Regions from separate parts of the Pan troglodytes genome. Here region 2 is linked to region 1. The links are chromatin contacts, called in public Hi-C maps. All regions are on one chromosome and are shown on one strand. Each heading gives the region's core, a stretch centred on a gene start, on an enhancer-like site or on the middle of the called end of the contact. The rest is flanking DNA. Distances are from core to core; before and after follow the strand shown.

Region 1 (4,689 bases), core at 513-3,012:
CCCATGTTCCCCTCCCCGTAGCCAAGACTCATTTCATGGAGGGAGATCTCAGCTTGGAAGAAGGCAGGAGTCACTGAGCCTCCCCAGTCCAAACCCCTGAGAAGTGTCCTCCCTCTGGCCTCAGACCCTGCATCCTGTGGTCACAGACCCACAGTGAGAAAGGACCAGGCCCTAAGGAGCTGTGCTGTCTCTCCACGGCCCAGAGCAGGGGATGGGGATGGGGATGGGGATGGGGGTGGGGGTGGGGATGGGGGTGGGGGTGGGGGTGCTTTGGACTAACGTGGAGGGAATGGAAGGCAGGCCTGGTTCCACCCTGCATGCCTGACCCTGGCCCCAGCAGCCCCCACAAGGAGCTCAGCTGACCCTGGGTGTCTCCCTGTGATGGGAAGGGGTAAGGCGAGGACTCAAAGGCAGAACCTGCAGAGTGCCCCAGACGCTGATACCTGCGCAGTCAGTGCCACCCACCCAGGAGTTGAGGAGGCACTGGGTTTTGGGGTGAGGACACTGGACACCTCCCTGCTTCTTTCCCAGGCAGACAATCCTGGCGCAGCTCCCTTGGGTTGCTGTGTCTGGTGGAGCTGATCACAGGTGAGGGGCAGAGGGCAGTCTGGGGTCCGCCTATGGCCAGAGGAGCAGGTCAGGGCGGCGCCTTGCCGCCCCAGCTGTGGCCTGTTTGCTCAAGACGCTGAGGTCTCGGGGCCAGCTAACAATTGTTGAGCAAAATCCTTCGACAAACTTCACCTACGTGCAAGGACTCGAGGAGGGAATCACTCTTAGGAGTGGGAGAGTAATGTCTTTGCCTGTGCCCAGTGAAGGCCCATTGGAGCTGCAGCTCAGCTACCACTGTGTGGGAGAGAAACTGGAAGACTGAGGGCTTCCTGGGCTGCTGGCCTAGGGTTGGGAGACAGCAGTCACCTGGCTTACCAGGCCTGTGCCTGAAGCCCTGGGAAGCCAGGACGCAGGCCCCAGGCTGGGACAAAGCTACCCTGAAGGAGGGCAAAGGCTGCCAAGGCCAACCCCATGCCTGCCAAGGCCAGGCCTGGCCCATTTGGCCAAGGCGTAAGGTGTAAAACAAGGGGAGAGGTACAAGAGGCTGTGGGGTCTGGCTGGGATCCTTGGGGTCTTCCTTCTGCATTCTCCAAACGCCTAGAGCCAGCAGAAACGTTTCGTCTGATTAGAAGCCATCATTTCTATCCCAATCCCGGAAAATTGACTGCGGTGCAGAGAGGGAGGCCTGAGAAGCAGCCTTAGGGGAGAAGGTCCAAGCTAATTAGGAGGCAGCATCCGGGGGCCCATTAGAGCGCAGGCTGCTGTCACTCAGCCGGGCTGAGTTCCCGGGAGAAGAGGCTGGAGAAGGAGGGGCAGGCGGCCCCTCGACGAGGACACCGCTGGGAGCTGCCGGAACGGGCCCCGGGCTCTGCCCCCGCCCCGGCGCTGGCTCGAAGGCGCCCGCTCGGTGCGATCCTGTTCGGCAAACATTCACTCATCCTGGGCTGTTCTCGCCAGGGCTGGGGACTTCGAGGCGGCCGAGACGGGAGTTGATTCTAGGCGAAACAAGTCATTTGAGGCCTGAGGTGTGCACGAGCCGCCCGGGACTTGCAGGCCAGATGCGTTTCTTTTGTGAGGCCGAGGGAGAACTCGGTGTGTCACCGGGGAAGGAGGGAGAGGCGCGGCGAGGCCGCGGGGGGCGGGGAGGCGGCGGGAAGGTGGCTGCGGAGGGGGAGGGCGCGGGCGAGGCAGGGAGGGAGGGAGGGCGGCAGAGAGGGCGCGGCGGCGCGGGCGGCTTGGGGCTGGATTCCGCCCGCGCTCCCTCGCTCGCTCGCTCCCTCCCCAGCCCCCTCCCACCCAGGCCCACCCCACCCAGCACCCCTGGCGCAGGGACTGCTGGAACCTGGCTGTGCGCGCTGTCGCTTTAAGACAGACTCTGCCGGCGCCGTCCGGAGCCTTAGAAACCGGCCCCGGATCGCGAGCCGGAGCCGGGGCCGGCCGGGCTGCTGAGGCCCGAGCGGCTGAGGCCCGAGCGGCAGGAGCGCAGCGCGGAGCGCTGAGCCAGGCGCCCGGTCGCGAGAAGCTGCCGCCGCCTCTGCCAGCCCGGCGCCGCAGCCCCGGGCGGTCCATGGGGCGGGCACGGCGTCGCTGCAGGCGCCGGCAGCCCTGGAGGGCAGCCGCTTAGGCGCTGCGCTCTTGTCCCCGCAGGTCGCAGCCAGGGCGGCGGGGCGCGCCCAGCCCCGGCCCCTGGAGCGCCCGCCGCGGTCCCCACCTCCATGGACGCCTTCAAGGGGGGCATGAGCCTGGAGCGGCTGCCGGAGGGGCTCCGGCCGCCGCCGCCGCCACCCCATGACATGGGGCCCGCCTTCCACCTGGCCCGGCCCGCCGACCCCCGCGAGCCGCTCGAGAACTCCGCCAGCGAGTCGTCTGACACGGAGCTGCCAGGTAAGCGCCGTTCCCCGCGCGGCGCGCACAGAGCCTACCCGGGCGCGGAGCACGGGGAGCTGGGAGCAGGGCCTGACGCCCGCGCCGCGCAACCAAGCTCCCTCTCCGCCCCAGAAGCGTCAGGAGCTTTCTTTTTCCCGTTCTCGACCTGACGGTGAACGCGGAAACTTACGCACACGCGAAGGCACTTCCACGCGGTCCCCACGCGCCAAGAGACTGGCAGATGCACGAGCCTACAGCTGGAGGGTTGGACTGACAGCCCCTCTTGATCAGGAGTAAATAGAACGGGAAAAAATTTGATTTGCGCAACTGGGCGCTAAGGAGCGGCTCGGACGAAGGGAGAGGAGGAGACCGAGAAAGGAATAGGGGTGACGGGCGAGAGAACGCACTCAGAGAGACAGGGAGGTTAACACCGTGACAGTAGACGACAGAATGAAAGAGACCAAAGAGAAGGGGCGGGCGGGAAGGGTAAACGGGGGGAGAGGGGTCATCAAGTAGAAGGGAGACACAGAGGACGGTGAGGGCGAGCGGGCCAACAGGCGCGGCCGGACTCCCAGCAAGGCCAGCCGGAACCCCGATCAAGGGATCCGGCCCACGTGCGCGGCCGAAGCCCGGAGCAGCCCGGCTCTGGCCCCCGCCCCGGCTCCTGCGCGTCTCCCTCCGCGCTGCCTTTTTTGTCCGAGCTGGAGCTTTTTTCCAGCAGCGAACTGGGCCCGCGGGTGGCCGGCGCGGGCAGTGGGGCAGCGAATCCGCTGCCCAGCGCAGCCGGCTGGGTTCCCGAGGGGCTCCGAGCTCCCCGGTGTGGGCGCCTCTTCTGCGTTCATTTCTTAATACACAGCTGAATGTTTCTCTCCACTTTCTTAGTATCTGTTTCTCTTTTGCATCCCTAAGTGATTTTTCTGAGAAGTTGTTTGCTTGGTTAAAACATAATCAACGCTGAACTATACTTTTGTTTTCAAAAGTTTTAAGCGCGGTCTTTGGTTGGTTTTATTTTTAAAACCTAGAGAGATATATAATCGTAGATTGATTTTTTGAACCAAATCTATGAGGATGAATTAATTTTAACTGTATCTTTCGATTCTGAAAGAATTAACATACGAAGTGTAGGTCTGGAATTTAAAATATCTACATGCAACATTATTCTTCCGGAGATTTTAAAAAGTCAATCCAAAATGGCGCGTTTCTCCGGAATTTTCTCAAAATCCATTTACAGTGGTGTTATTTGGGGAATTTAAATTATCTAACTATAATGTGTTTCTCTGGGATTTAAAAATTATCTCTACAAGGGCCTTATTGGGAAGGAGTTAAAAATCTATCTACAACGGTACATTATTTTTTTAAATCCCAGAGAAATAAATGCTTCTGTCAACCTGGAGTTTATACACTTACAGCTCTGTATTTAGTTAGGGGTGTGTTTGTACGGAGCTTTCTGGCTTCTTAATTTACATTTGCTCTGTGTTTCTTCCTGTCTGATTTTGAGAATTTGTGGCCCTTTCAGTGTCTTTAGGCATAGAGCTGTGAGCTTTTCTGGGCTTCTGTGTTTTGTTTTTAAACTCTTTTTCTTTATGTATTAATGTTTCTATGACTGCGTGTGTTTTGTGTAGCTTCAAAGAGAGACAGACTAAAGCCCGAGGTCACTTAGACAGAGTCTGTCTGTCTGGGCTGCAGTTGGTGGGGTTTTCTAGGCTTTGGGACTGGAGGCCTGGAAGCAAGGCCGAGAACCCGGCTGTGTTGTGCCTGCCCAGTGGGGCTCCCATACACCCCTGAGGAGAAGAAAGTGGAGGGGCTTTAGGCTGGAAAGATCTGATCCTAGTTCAGAAAAGCAGAGACCCCCTCAGATTTAGACCCCCTAAGAGCTCGCAAAACAAACAAACAAAAAGCATACATTTGCTGGGAACATCAGCAGCAGGGCCAGAATCTGAGCCGAGCTAAGGGTGCAGGCCCTGCCCAGCCAGGAACGCAGGCCCGCGGCTCCAGCTCCGATTCTTGGGCTCTTCTCCGCGGCACACCAGACTAGAGGTGCCTACTGACGACCAGCACCCGGCGGGCGCTTTCCAGTGGGGACAGTTCCCAGGAACCCTAGAGGGAGGGAGGGAGGGAAGACCGCCAGCGCTGGTGGCGAGCGGTTCGGTGGAGCCGGGACGGGGTGCAACGGGGCGTAAGCCCAGGTGACCCGCTCCCCGTCCTGCCTACTGCAGAGAAGGAGCGCGGCGGGGAACCCAAGGGGCCCGAGGACAGTGGTGCGGGAGGCACGGG
Region 2 (4,361 bases), core at 586-3,085, 490 kb before region 1:
AAAACTTGCTTACAGACTTCTGGCCTCTCGAACTGTAAGAGAATGAACTTCTGTTGCCTTAAACCCCCTAGTTTGTGGAATTTTGTTGTGGCAGTCCAAAGAAAGGAAGCTGACACAGGGAGAGAAACAGAGGTGGGGGGCAGAGAGAGGACCCTTGGGCTCCTGCTGGTTTACACAAGTCCTCGAAGCCCTTGAGTTCTTGAGAAGCCCCCGTATCCATCCAACAACTGCCCTTTCCTGAGTGAGCTGGTCGAAGCCACTTGCTGTGACTTCTAATAAATCTCAAGCCCTTATATATGACTGTGTCCTAGCCTTCCACTGAGATCAGGGGTACCTGCAGGGTGCAGTCGGGGAAGGGGACAGCTGGGCAGAGTCCCCTGAGCCAGAAGGCAAGCGCTGGTCAGTGAGTCGAGGTGGGAACTGCCACTACACAGCCCCCTTTCTCAAAGGGGCCAATCCCCCCCCAACCCAAAGAGTCAGCTAGGCTCCCAGGGCAGCAGGCCAGGCATCCGGCCTGAGGCTACCACTTGGATATCAGGTGGGGGGCAGGCACTTTGCTGAAAGCTGCTCATTTTGTTTTTAATACCCTCATCCTATAATCGAGTGCTGTTCCTTACTATTTATCCTCCAAGTACAAAGTTGGGTGATGTCTGGGCCACTGTGGCTCCTGGGTGAGTGTAGGTGACAAGAGAAAAGTAACTCCTGACAAGCAGAGGGAAGACCTGCTGGAATAGGCGAGTTTAAGACACCGAAGGCGGGAGGGGGTTTGGAGGAAAGGGGTTCCACTGTCACCTGCTGCCCTCCAGAGGCCAGCTCTCTCTCGGGCCAGGGGAGCTGGATCCCCTGGCTGGCTCGACCTGAAGAGGGCCACAGAGGCTGCAAGCAGGGCTTCAAGAGACGGTGTGCAACGGATTTCTCCGGGCATGGGGCAGGCAAGGTTTCAGGAACGCCGAAGAAAAGGAAATTCTCATATTAATAATTATATTCTCATATTATTATTTATATAAATTCTCATATTATTAATTCTTATTAAGAATCTTGAGGTGACTTGTGGGCAGAGGTGCGGAGGAGGGTGGAGAAGGGAAGGGAAAGAAGGGAAGGGTGAGACCAAGACTCAAGGCAACCTGGGAAATCACCCGATCCTCTTTTCCACTCTCCTCTTCGCACTCCCCAGATGAAGGTCAACAGATTCTTTCCCGTTTCTTCATCAGCCTGAACGGAGCAGCGACACTTATCCTTGCCCTGCGCCCTGTGCCTCTGGCATGGCCACTCTCCAGTCTATTTAAAAATGATTTTCACCCTGTTCAGCGGATGCTGCACATTTAGTGTTCCACAAACATTATATCTGATCATCCTCCACAGGGTAAACTTTTGTCTCATCTTACAGGTGGGGAAAGCAATGCTCAGGGAAGTTAAATTACTCGTCCAAAGTCACGCGACCACTAAGCAGCTGGAGAGGGGATGCGAAGCCAAACTCCAAGTACCCTCCAGGTTTCCGCAACTCACTGGGCGGCTCACACTTTCGCGCTCGCGCCCCGCCTCCCCGTCCCACCCCAGCGAGGGGCGTCCAGCCCGCCCCAAGAGGAGCGTGCCTCGGCCGCTAATCGCCCGCCGCCCCCGCCTCTGTTCACTGCCTAGAGACGCCCTGGCCGGCTTAGCCCGAGCCGACTCCGGGGGCCGCGCGACGCCGCCGATTGGCCGGCGGTAATTACGGGCACACTCCGGGTTGGGGGAGGGGCGATGGCGGCCTCCCGCGAGCATAAATTATGCAAATACCCGGGCGCTGCACGGAGATGACCTGCCGCCTCGCTCCATTCACCCGGGCTGCCGCGGGGGCGGAGGTGGCAAGGGAGGGGGGCGCCCATTGTTGCGCCGGGTACTTAAGGGGTCCTGAGGCCAGTCGTGTGCCACACTCGGTGCTCACACGAGCTGATCTGATCGCCGGCGACATCACTCAGGAGACCGGCCGGGCGCGTGGCCCCTGCAGGCGAGGCGAGGAGGCCAGGCCAAGTTCTCCGTGCGCCCCTGCACCCTTCCAGGCTCTCGCACCCGCAACTGGCACAGAGTAACAACCCCAGGCTGTTGGGAACGTAAGTGCGCCCTGGCGGCTCTGCCCTCAGTCCGGGCTGCAGCGCTCTGAGCGCCTTTCTATCTGTCCGTCGGTCCTGCACAGCGCAACGATGCCAGCCCCCCTTGAGACCCGCATCTCCGACCTCGACTGCGCCAGCAGCAGCGGCAGTGACCTATCCGGCTTCCTCACCGACGAGGAAGACTGTGCCAGACTCCAACAGGCAGCCTCCGCTTCGGGGCCGCCCGCGCCGGCCCGCAGGGGCGCGCCCAATATCTCCCGGGCGTCTGAGGTTCCAGGGGCACAGGACGACGAGCAGGAGAGGCGGCGGCGCCGCGGCCGGACGCGGGTCCGCTCCGAGGCGCTGCTGCACTCGCTGCGCAGGAGCCGGCGCGTCAAGGCCAACGATCGCGAGCGCAACCGCATGCACAACTTGAACGCGGCCCTGGACGCACTGCGCAGCGTGCTGCCCTCGTTCCCCGACGACACCAAGCTCACCAAAATCGAGACGCTGCGCTTCGCCTACAACTACATCTGGGCTCTGGCCGAGACACTGCGCCTGGCGGATCAAGGGCTGCCCGGAGGCGGTGCCCGGGAGCGCCTCCTGCCGCCGCAGTGCGTCCCCTGCCTGCCCGGTCCCCCAAGCCCCGCCAGCGACGCGGAGTCCTGGGGCTCAGGTGCCGCCGCCGCCTCCCCGCTCTCTGACCCCAGTAGCCCAGCCGCCTCCGAAGACTTCACCTACCGCCCCGGCGACCCTGTTTTCTCCTTCCCAAGCCTGCCCAAAGACTTGCTCCACACGACGCCCTGTTTCATCCCTTACCACTAGGCCCTTTATAGACACCGTTACTTTCCCCCTCCCCTAGTCAGCAGGCAATAGATGGGGCCCCAGCTGCCGCCTCGGGACCCCCTCTCCAGGCGGAGGGAGGAAGCGGGAGCTTTAAAGCAGTCGGGGATACCTGAGCCGCTTGTTAGGTCGCCGCACCCTCGCGGCGGATGCTTCTTGGTCTGTTTCTCCGGCCCTCAGCCCAGCGCCCCTCCTGCCCGCCCCTAGACGGCCTTTCCTTTTGCACTTTCTGAACTCCACAAAACCTCCTTTGTGACTGGCTCAGAACTGACCCCAGCCACCACTTCAGTGTGATTTAGAAAAGGGACAGATCAGCCCCTGAAGACGAGGTGAAAAGTCAATTTTACAATTTGTAGAACTCTAATGAAGAAAAACGAGCATGAAAATTCGGTTTGAGCCGGCTGACAATACAATGAAAAGGCTTAAAAAGCAGAGACAAGGAGTGGGCTTCATGCATTATGGATCCCGACCCCCACCACTGCAGGCTCGCTCTAGGAAGAACTGGAGACTCTTGCTTAGCTATTCAGGCACAGGGCTGGAGAGTACTTTAATTTATTCAAGATGCTTCATTCATATGAAAATGTATTTTTGTACATAAAGAGTTTATTCTATTATGAGCTATCAAAGTTTACATTTTTGTACTGCAGACGCTTCCTGTAAATAAAAACTAAAAATAAGTCGCCAAGTTTCTTGCCTAATATTAGTGTCTCTAGGGCTTTTCTTGCTTTTCCCTGCTGGCTCAACCACTAAAGTGAAACACTATCCCACTCACCTCCAAAGCCTCCGTTCCTGTTTCAAAAACAATTTAAAAATAAAACGCACCTGATTTCCACCAAGAAACGGATAAAGACAGACTAGGGCATTTGGGATCTGTCATTCCTTTCACCTTGTAAACACAAGGGAGATCTTTCAGGCTCCCCATAAGCCAATTAAGACTTTTTAGTAGGGAATTAGCCCCGGATCCGCAGCTACCTGTTGAGGTAGGGGCAGTGGGAGAGTCTTTCTTTTGAGGAACTCCACATCAGCTGGCTCTGTGTTTCAAAGAGAGGGGATTAAAAAGATCAATACAGTGTGATCACTGGTTAGGAAGTCCCAGTGACAGGTGGGCCTAGGCTAGGCAAGCAGAAGGGTCCACTCTTATAACAGCCTATTTAGAGGGGGAAATTAATTTGTAAACAATGCCTCCAAATTGTTGTCCATTGAGGCCGAGTTCACCCTGTCTGTGAGGTGTGGGATGAATCATGCTGGTGTGGTGTCCTGAGTGGGGTGTGTAGCTGCCTAAGATTGTGAGCTAGGGTGCCTGCATTCTTCTCAACCCCCATCCCCCCAACACACACACACACACTTAACACCCGCTGTGGCCCATAGTGGTGGGGAAGGGGGGGGCACACAGAGGGAGGGCTCGGGTGCAGGGCTTGCTCAGCCAGGCCTCAGGGGCAATAGCTAAAG

The links. Hi-C and Micro-C count contacts between places; a contact is called where the count stands out from the background.
Region 2: a contact with region 1 is called in a Hi-C map of induced pluripotent stem cells, with 4 times the contacts expected there. The contact joins the promoter of NEUROG1 here to the promoter of PITX1 in region 1. A contact is called at or near these places in 2 of 7 Hi-C or Micro-C datasets (both in induced pluripotent stem cells).

The regions. Positions count from the first base shown.
Region 1 is chr4:132,773,777-132,778,465 of NHGRI_mPanTro3-v2.0_pri, reverse strand. It overlaps PITX1 (paired like homeodomain 1), which reads left to right and starts at 1,762. Exons shown (of 3, transcript XM_001168135.6): 1 at 1,762-2,433; 2 at 4,632-4,689. The coding sequence starts at 2,265.
Region 2 is chr4:133,268,414-133,272,774 of NHGRI_mPanTro3-v2.0_pri, reverse strand. It overlaps NEUROG1 (neurogenin 1), which reads left to right and starts at 1,835. Exons shown (of 1, transcript XM_003310829.5): 1 at 1,835-3,589. The coding sequence starts at 2,181. The coding sequence ends at 2,894.